Linked DNA regions of Mus musculus: all the other regions are linked to region 1. The links are chromatin contacts, called in public Hi-C and HiChIP or PLAC-seq maps. All regions are on one chromosome and are shown on one strand. The core of a region is the stretch at or near the end of the contact, and the rest is flanking DNA. Distances in the headings are between cores, read along the strand shown.

The links. Hi-C and Micro-C count contacts between places; a contact is called where the count stands out from the background. HiChIP or PLAC-seq counts read pairs in DNA pulled down with a chosen protein or histone mark.
Region 2: a Hi-C map of cerebral cortex shows a contact between it and region 1, with 3 times the contacts expected there. The contact joins two enhancer-like sites. A contact is called at or near these places in 1 of 15 datasets of contacts at CTCF or cohesin (large pre-B cells), 4 of 484 Hi-C or Micro-C datasets (bone marrow-derived macrophages, cerebral cortex, cortical neurons and 1 more) and 1 of 115 datasets of contacts at active chromatin or transcription factors (astrocytes).
Region 3: an H3K27ac HiChIP or PLAC-seq map of SST interneurons shows a contact between it and region 1, with 13 times the contacts expected there. The contact joins two enhancer-like sites. A contact is called at or near these places in 1 of 15 datasets of contacts at CTCF or cohesin (large pre-B cells) and 1 of 115 datasets of contacts at active chromatin or transcription factors (SST interneurons).

Annotation. Positions count from the first base shown.
Region 1 is chr12:110,372,132-110,375,266 of GRCm38.p6, reverse strand. No RefSeq gene overlaps it. Among named protein-coding and RNA genes, the nearest start is that of Gm40577, 44 kb to the left of the region's middle. Within about 2 kb of position 1,591, at least 29 of the 459 cell types and tissues checked have an H3K27ac peak or open chromatin away from gene starts, as enhancers often do. A contact at or near this core is called in SST interneurons, cerebral cortex and cortical neurons, where this site is marked.
Region 2 is chr12:108,952,350-108,955,484 of GRCm38.p6, reverse strand. The region is part of intron 2 of Wdr25 (WD repeat domain 25); the gene reads right to left. Among named protein-coding and RNA genes, the nearest start is that of Wdr25, 60 kb to the right of the region's middle. Within about 2 kb of position 1,509, at least 50 of the 459 cell types and tissues checked have an H3K27ac peak or open chromatin away from gene starts, as enhancers often do. A contact at or near this core is called in cerebral cortex and cortical neurons, where this site is marked.
Region 3 is chr12:108,983,286-108,986,420 of GRCm38.p6, reverse strand. All of the region lies in intron 3 of Wdr25 (WD repeat domain 25), which reads right to left. Among named protein-coding and RNA genes, the nearest start is that of Gm52002, 61 kb to the left of the region's middle. Within about 2 kb of position 1,485, at least 39 of the 459 cell types and tissues checked have an H3K27ac peak or open chromatin away from gene starts, as enhancers often do. A contact at or near this core is called in SST interneurons, where this site is marked.

The DNA.
Region 1 (3,135 bases), core at 342-2,841:
GCATAAGCCTCATTCTGGCGCCCGTTGCATGGCGACGCTGCTGACCCAATCTGACCTGGAGCTGGGTCCTGGAGCTGGCCTCCCCCCCCACCCCACCTTCTGCACACTCCTACTGGGGTACCTTGTAGCACCTCACTGCAAAGGTGGGACATCCAGGTCCAGAGGAAAGCTGGAACAAGTTCACAGTTCAACCTCCAGTGGTTCCCAGCTTGGGCCAAACGAAAAGCAATAACCCCTTACCTTTCCTTCACCCGACCATCCTCTCCTAGGGGTGGGTGTCAGAGGGGCAGGGGAGACACAGGGAAACAAACCGTGGCTCAATCTGCCCTATGATGTAGGGTCCGTCAGCCAGGCTTGATGGGTGCTTATAATTGTTGTACCTATTATGAGGGGATAACGTGATAATCTGACAGAGAGTGGCTTTCTGTGTAGCAGATATCCACTTAGACTGACCAAGGCAGGAAGGGTATTGTGGGGAGCCAAGGGGTAGCCCAGGGCGGAGATCACACACAGATAAGGAGTAAAAGAGAGGACCAGGACCCCCAGGTGTGCATCTGCCCTCAGACCCCATAGCTGCAGCCAGGGCTTGCCTATGGGCTGGACTTCCCTGTCCCAGCAGCCTGGGCTGACGGCAGAGGGCTAACCCCCTCAGTTTGGGGTGGGCTGTGAGCCCCTTCCCAGAAGTCTGTCTCAGCGAGTGTCTGGGGTATTTCCTAGAAGCCTTACTTTGTGGGACTGGGGCTTCAGTGTTCAGTGGCTCAATTCCTGAGATCTTCCTTAAAGAATAAACTGGAGGTCCCAGAGAGCAGCCGTACTAGCACTGTCGGCGTCAGGGACCCACCCCGGTTCTCCCCCGCGCCCCCCGCCCCCCAGTGCCCTCATACGAGGACTCATACGATTTGAGCTTAGTGTTCCCTTAAGGCATGGGTACTGGCCAGCATGTGTGTGTGTTATACAGGGGAGTGGGCACACGAGTGGGCAGAGGGATTGCTCACTGCTTCCTGAGGAATGGGGTCTGGTTCTGGAGTGATCAGGAGCCAAGTCTGGGTTGGCAGGTACTAGTTCTAATTTCTTGCTTGTTGCAGTCTTTTTCAGCCTCAGCTTACATATCCTGGGAATGGGCGTGGGCGTGCGCCTACCTTATTGAACAGCTATGTGCACTAGGTAACTTGGTATGTGGTGTTTAGTCCTTTGGAAATAACTCCCTTGGCTCCTTACACAGGTGTCTCTTTATGGGTTCCAGAAGACTAGCCTGGGACCCCAACTCCTGAGAGGGCCAACAAGCAATACAAGATAAACACAGGCTTTGGACTGGACACAGGTGGACTGCAATCTCCTACTCTGCCAGCTTCTGGCTGTGCAACCTCTGCTAGATACTGAGGATCTCTGTGCTTTTTTTTTTTTTTTCTACAAGTGGATGCTTATTAGTGACGACAGTGCACCAGGAACTATGGTCCAGGCTGCAGAGGACAGAGGAGGCGGTTTTCTTTCAAGGGCGCACGCATTTCCAAGCCAGATAGCCCTCCCCAACTAGGTCTGCGCAGCAAAAATTCATGCGGGACAAGAGCGCAGGCGCCTGACAGCCCGTGGCGTAGCTGCTTCTAGAAGGATCCAGAGGAGTCTGGCGCTGGGCGGATGGGGTGCTTGCGACTGCTGCGTTCCTGCTGATAACCAGCAGGGGGCAGGCTGAGCCCACAAGCCGTCTTGTCCTCGCTTCACCCCGGCCCTGCGGCTGTGTCCCGGGACATGCGGCGTGCTTCTGCGCAGCCAGCGAGCTGCCCCCTCCCCGGGGAGCCTCTCCATCATCCGCGGGCCTAATAATTTACATTTAATTTGTTAGCGGTTTAATGTTTAATTTAAAAAACTGAATGATTCATTGCCATATTAATAAATAATAACATTTATTATTCTTCTAATGAGTGTCCGAAATACAAAAGCAATTACACGTCTTATGTATTCTCTCATAAACTGAGACAGCAGAGTGTTCATTACAGAATTCTGTTGGGGTCTTGATTCCGCCTTCATGGCTGGCCTGGCCCTCGGGCTGTCAGGGGAGTGGTATGTCTTTAAAGCAGCGATTGGCTTGGTTCTGCTCTGGCTTTTCAGGGTCTGGGGGCCCCAGGAGAAGCCTCCAGAGGGTACCCCTTCACACCATACACTGTTCCTTCCACAGACTCTCACTGGTCCCGGGGCGGGGTGTGGTTATGCTTCCTTCCCAGGTAGAGAAACTGAGTCTGGAGGGGGCAGCTCTGAGAGACAGCCGTGAGCATGGCTAGGCTCGGCGAATTGACTCTGAGCATTGTTATTGTTGTTAGGTTTTTTTTTTCTTCTTCTTCCTTTTCTGGGCTTTGGAGCAGGCTGCTACAGGCCCTGAGCAGGAGGGAAGTGGGGAGAGGGACTGGAAGAGTGTGGATGTGTGGCGGAGGGGGTGAGGTGTAGGATCGGGACAAATCCCTAGCCAGCCAACGCCCTAGCTTGCTTCGCTTCTCTGCTCCTTTCAGATGATGTGGAAGGGTAAAAAGAAATGGGGTAGTCAGCAAAGCCAGTTCACCAGTAAGATTCCATCATCTGCTTCCCAGGGGTGGTAGGCGAGGCCAGGGATTTGGAGGGGCAGGGAGAGGTCTGGGCTCTGGCTTTAGGTACCAAATTTCAGGAAGGGGCTGGTTGGGGGGCCCTAGGAATTGGCAGGAAGGTCAGGGTGCTTCTTCAGTCCGGGACATTTTCAAACGAATGCCCAAACAGCTTCCCGTCAAGGACATCCACGTACAGTTGTTCCCATCCTGACCTTTTCACTGGTTTTAATGCCAGCTTCATGCCATCTAGCCAAAATCCTGGCTTCCCACAGCTACACAGCACTGCACAGAGGAGGCCCCCCAGGGTGTGGACACTGACTCGCCACATGGCCTGGCCAGCGCAGCCCTGGGCTAGGCGCTGTAGGAATCCTTGATTGCGGCCTTAGGGTCAGTTCCTAGAAGTGAACAACCGGAGCAGAGGGCAAGAGTGCCCGGGAGGCTCTGGCTCCCTGCTACAGTCCTCCTGCCAGCCTGGGTGTACCCCCACACACTCCCAGAGCAGGCCCGGTGGGGCTGCCTCCTGCTGTGCCCTTGGCAGCCTCAGTATGGCTAGCATGATCTT
Region 2 (3,135 bases), core at 260-2,759, 1.4 Mb after region 1:
CATGTTTCCTCACAAATAAAATGTAGGTTAAAATAAGAGTAAACAGAGGCACGTGTGGGGAGGAATCTAAGCAAACAGGATAGCAAGCAGGGGGGCGAGAGCACGCATGGTGCATGTCTTTCACTCAGGCAAACACGGTCTGCTTTGGGGGGGGGTTGGCTTTTGTTTTCTTTGTAGTTTTGTTGTTGATGGGTTTTTTGTTGTTGTTGTTGTTCTTGGTGGTAGTAGTGGTGGTGCTTCTGGTTTGTTTGTTTGTTTGTTTGTTTGTTTAGATAGAATCTTACCATATAGTCCTGGCTGACCGGAACTCAGAGATCCACCTGCTTCTGCTTCCTGACAGCTAGGATTAAAGAGCACACCACTGTACCTCACTTAAAGTATGTGTGTGAGGGGGAGGGGGAGGGAGAGAGGGAGAGGGGGAGGGAGGGGGGGGAGACCCAGAGACCAGGGGAAATGAGGGAGGGATCAGATAGGAGCTAAGTACAATGATATACACATATAAAATGTAATTAAATCCATTCATTTATACATTAACCAAAATTTACTCTTTACACTTGCCCCCCACACGGCTCCCTCGCCCACTCAGTCTGACAGTCTATCCTGCCCCCAAACAGCACATAGCCCCCCATCCAAATCTGCCTGTGCCTCCACCTGCCACTGCAGCTCCTAGGGAAAGTCCCCCAAGCCCACACCTTGGAATGTCAGAATCTGCTAACCAATGACTAAGTAGACTGTTGAACAGAGTGCCTCCTGTGTGTTCATGACGGTGATGCCAGAGAGTTCTGGAAAACAGAGTCTTGTCTCTGGCCTGGTTTCAGGACCAAATCAGGCAGGGCTCTGTCTGTCTGCCTTGGCTGATTAAAGTGATGAACAGGAAGTAAGCACAGGCTGTTTACTGGCCCCACACCGAGTCCTCTCAAAATGCCAGGGACTGGGTACTTTGACACAAATTCAGCAACAGCATCTTTAATCATTTCAGGGTTAATAAAAAATGTCAATTATGTTTGTCATCATGGTTATCCTGGGGGAACAATCCCAGCACAGACAATCTTTGGCCAAATGACAGCCTGCACTATTTGTCACAGGTCCTTCCAGCTGCCTCACTGATGAATTAATCGAGTTGGTTGCCTCCCCCTGGCCAATCCATTCATAAATAATCAGAAGTAATATGGATCTCGCAAATAAGCCTGACCTGCAGATCGCTATCCCTAAAGAAGAAAGGCAATAAACATTAGGGACAAGGCTCCAAGTCCATCTGAAGGAGGACACCTGCTGGGGAAGCGCCAGGCTCCCCCACACGGGCAGCACGCAGCACGCCTGTCTGTGCAGTGGAGTTCTTCTCCTGTGGAGCTCAGTACAGGTCCCCACAGGGCACAGCTTCTGCATCAGGCTCATCAGCCTCTCCCTGCTCCCACCCCCCAACCTCATTATGGGGCCCCATTCTACAGCTAACACAAAACAGGAGCTCAGAACAGCCTGGAGAGGCAAGCCTCCTGGGGACTAAAAGCCAGGTGTCTAGCGCCACCCTGCTGCCCACAGCCAAAAGGGCTGGCTGAGTGCTGCTGGTCTCCACTGGAGTAGGAGGGGTTCGCAGCCAAGGAATCCTGGAGTGCTCTACTGGGCAGGAGCAAATGCATCAGAACACTGCCTACAACAACTGCCTTCAATGTGCAGCAGGAAGTGGAATCCCGGGGGGAAACACTACCTTCTACCCCTGAGTTACTTCAAACAATGCTCTCAGAAAACCTGCCTCAATTAAACATTCTATCAAAGAGTAGCGTGACAGGAACAGGACAGGACAGCTTTCTACATACAGCTCTTCACACGGAGTCCTGTCTCGGAGACATGGATCTGAGCCCTGGGACAAACTTCCCACCTTCCCCCCAGCACCTGAGCACACTCTGACTATCCCTGTTAACACCAATGCTTTACCAAATCCTCAGACATTCAAGTCATTTGTATTTTCAGAGAGAACACGGACAGCGAGAGATATCTGCGAGTATTCCCGGAGCTGATGTTAAAGCTGTAGCAATTCAAAGGGTTAAGCTGAGCATAACTCCTCAGAGATCACTGTTAGCTTTCTTGCCTTGCTGTCACATAAAACGTGTCCACCCCCACACGGCAACGGGGAGATGCCAACTGTCCTTCCAGAGAGTTCTGTTGCAAGTGAGAAACCCAGATGACACACTTCTTCCACAGCCCAGCAGTCATTAGGTTTACAAGTTCGCTTTCATGAGACAGGCAAACCTTTATTCTGACAGCTTCCCTCAACTGCTGGCAGGCCTAGCTCCTTCCTAAGCATTAAGATCTCATGAATGGCTACAATGGTGGTACATACTGTGCCAGGCTGCCATTCACTCAATCCTATTGGCAGCCAGCCATGTGATATACATGTGAGATGGGACCCGTGGATGAACCTGACCAGCCAGGGATGCCCAGGCAGAGCCTCCATGTTGAGAGTATCTGCCTGAGTCAATGCATGACAGCCATGGCTTACACATGCTACTTATAACCAGCAACCACCCAAGATGATGTCATGCCATACATCACCAGCAAGTAAAGGGCAAGAGGAGAAGTGGCACCTTCCTAGGACACAGTCAGAAAGTGCCCAAGAAGGCTCTGGCCCACTGCTCCATGCCACACTGCTGGGCTGTCTCAGAGCAGGGTAACCTGATCACGAGCCAGAAAGCACAGGCCTCAAGAGAGGTGCTTGAAGTAACTACAATTTAGAAGACTGACTATGCTGAACTCAAATCTTAGCTCTGCCTGTTACCAGCTGTGTGGCCCTAAGCCTCATACTATACCTCTCTGAGTCTTCCTTTTCTTAGATATAAGATAGGGAAAATGTATGGAACTTTATGGGGTGGCTAGAAGATTAAAAAAGGCTAAACATGATGTAAAGCCACTGGCCTGAGCCTTCTTAGTCAACTGTGCTAAAAACTGGCTTCAGAAGAATGAGCTTAAGAGTCAGACCCACATCCCAGCACTCGGGAGGCAGAGGCAGGCAGATCTCACAGAGAGAGAGAGAAAGAGACAGAGAGAGAGAGAGGGAGAGAGAGAGAGAGAGAGAGAATGAACCAGACCCACTGCCAACCCCACCCTCCAGAGCAGACCATCCAGTTGGAAGATGGTGGA
Region 3 (3,135 bases), core at 236-2,735, 1.4 Mb after region 1:
AAATCAGCATCACAGCACCACCGTCACCAGCTGGATGCTGGAGACAGGCAGGGTGATGGATAAGCTGACAGCCGGACAGACCCATGGCCTGGACCGGCTCTTCGTTGGTCCTTCACTGCCATCTCGGGCAGGTAGGAGGACTCAACGTTAAGTGCTATGCAAAACACTCTGGAGGAAGCAACCAAAGAGGGCCATTATTGTTTGAAAAATTAAACCCTAACTTATTGAATTCATCTGTGGTTAAATTAAAAGCTAAAGCCAAGGGATGCTGGGTTTTAACCATGGGAACCTTAAGAGACTAATGACTGCTGGGCTTTCCCGGGAGGCCTGGAGAACACAGCAGGCCTGGGCTGCCTTGCACCTTTGCTGAGGAGCCTTGCAGAAAGGAAAGGCGGGAGATAAGTCAGCAAGGAGAAGCTTGACCAAGAGCACTGGCCGCTCTGAGGTGAAGGTCTTTCTCCTGGAATCCGTGGCACTCTCTCACCTCCCCCAAACGGTCGCCTGTCTATCAGTTCTCCCCCTGGGCGGGGCTTCTTCTTGGGCTAGCTGTAACAGACCTTTCACCTTGGGACTATCTTGCTTGTCTGCTTGTTATAGGAATTTCTGTTTATTCACTGCAGGCTTATAGGAAATTGAGCTTTAAAATATGTAATCCATTGGCACTTGGCTGTATTGATCTGGTTATAATGAGCTCAACCAGTATAAAAACTGTTTGGATCTTCTTGGAGTTAAGAAAAATTACTTCTTTTCCCTTTTGGATCGATAATGATACAAATAGAAACTATGTTTCTGGGCTTGGGGGGGGGGGTGTCAGCACAGAGTCCTTGCTTATGAGTCTGAGGCTCCAAGTTCAATCCACAGCCCTAGAATAAACCGTCCTTTAAAGCAAAGCCATGGTTCAAGGGTTCCACAGAAACTCTGAGTACTCACTCTCCAAACACTACCACTTCCATAGCTTCTCCATCCAGTACCACTGAGGGGCTGGGTGACCCAGGCAGGCAACCACTGAGCGCTGGGATAGAAATCAAGCTTACCTGGGGCAGCCCCTCCTGTAGCCAGGGTGACAACATCTGGCAGCCTAATGCTGAGTCGGGGCCTATGCACCTCCATTTTCACTCAGCATGTTTGGCTCCCAGACCACTCCTGACTCATCAATGGCACTTCAGATGAAGTGAAACCCAAGTACTGATCCCTTTGAAAGAGAAGGGACGACCATGCCCCCTGCAGGGAGCTCACCTTGGCTATGCTACTCTGAGGTCACACGTGGGAAGGGGGACCAACATGTACAGTAAGCTTATCCCCGCAGGCCTGGTTGGATCCTGCACTTGTCACACAGCAATCCTGGGTAAGGGCAGGAACTAATCTGCATCTCGGAGCTGAGGAAAGGGAGTCTGGTGAGGGAGAGGACATCTGGCCCTACGGCCAGCCACACAGACACTGACTGGCTCGTCTGACCCCAGAGTCCCTCTGTCTGCATCCCACCTCCAGACCCACCGGCGACTCGTGACCTTTCCTCCTCCGTGGCTCTTTGTTCCTAGCCACAGACTCAGGGACATGTAGGGAAAATGTTGACAGGGAAAAGCTTGTGTTGTTGGCCCGTGGTAATTGAGCCTATGTTCCCAGGCAGCAGGCATATGACTCATCTCGCTAAAATCAATATCGTTACAGCGTCCTCTGGGAAGTATTCAGCCAGCTGTAAATGTAACCATCCTGACTCAAAGTTAAGGAGAAAAGAAGCTTGCTAACGTTCAAATCACCCTCTGTGCAGCAGGATCAGGGCCATGCGGGCAAGGGGGCAGAGGCCAGGCAGGATGCGGGCTGAGGGCCAGGTAGGCCTTGTCTGCATGCCCACTGGCACGCTCTGGGCTCAGAGCCTGACAGCCTTACTGCAAAGCCATGCTCAAAACTGCCCTTCAGGGGTGGGTGTGAGAGCAGACACAGAAGAGCAGAAGCAAGCCCTGGACCTGACAGACAGTACGGCCACATGGATGGTGGCTGCAGGAGCTGGCAGCTGCCATTCTTTTCCTTCCAAGCCCAGCCACTTTCAATTATCAAGCTGGACAAAACTGCATTTCTTAAAATTAGGAGGTGGGGAGTTAGCTTGCAAACCAGCTGTGTTTGGCTGTAAGCAGCTTTGTTGAAACACATAAGCCACCATACTAACATCAAACATGGCCTGACTGAGTTCAGATCCGGGGCCAGTCAACAAAGGGGGCCTAACCTAAGAAGAACCAGTTGTTCCTTGATGGCTGCTGCCCACACAGAGGAGAAACATGGCTACTGTAAGCCCATTTCAATCAATAAAATCGTGCCAGGGCCTGGTGTCATCTTCTTCATAAGGAGGGCTGGCATGAGTGTCCTAGCTATGGATAAGAACTGCTTTATGAAGATGAAGAAGCCCTCCCTAGATGGGAGCCAGTGAAAGGATGCTTAGTTTCCAGGAGAAGGGGTCACAGATGGCAGACACATGCAGAAGGGGGTTAAAGAAAGGGTCTTGTGACATGGCTAAAAAAGGTGGGGGTGGGCAAAGGTGTACCTGAAGGACAGTAGCCAGGGACCATCATCAATTTGAACCCTGCTGGAGAAGCCCTCAGTGGCAAACAGACACAAATGCCAGTCTGAGAACAAGCCTACCCCTTGGGGGCTGCAACAGCCAGCGCTCACTGTTTCCTTTGTGGTTTTCAGGGGCACTAAACGTCTTCCTGAAGTGTGCTGGGGAAACCCAAGTGTGCCACACAGCTTGAAGACCTACAGAGGCCCTGGCTGCGGCACACCACTTGCTTCAAGCACCCATGGGAGCTAGTGGCACTTCAGAGGCTTAGCCTGACAGAGCCTTCTCGAATGGTCTCTCCTCCAAGCCTCTTCGCCACGGCCTTCATATGGACACTTTTCACTCTTCCTATACCAAGAGCTCTGAAACTGTCAGGGCTAGCCCTGTTCCTGCTGGAACATAGCTGTCCACAGCTCAAGAAGCATACTTCAGCTTGCCACTCAATCAGAGAGGTCAGTCAAGATCCTGCAGGCACTCCATCCTCCCAGAGCCTGTTTTCTGTAGATGCTGAGACACTGCCTGGAGACAGCCAAGCACTCTGCCAAAAGTTAGGCCAAGCTAGTTTGTCCAGGACAGGGAGGGGT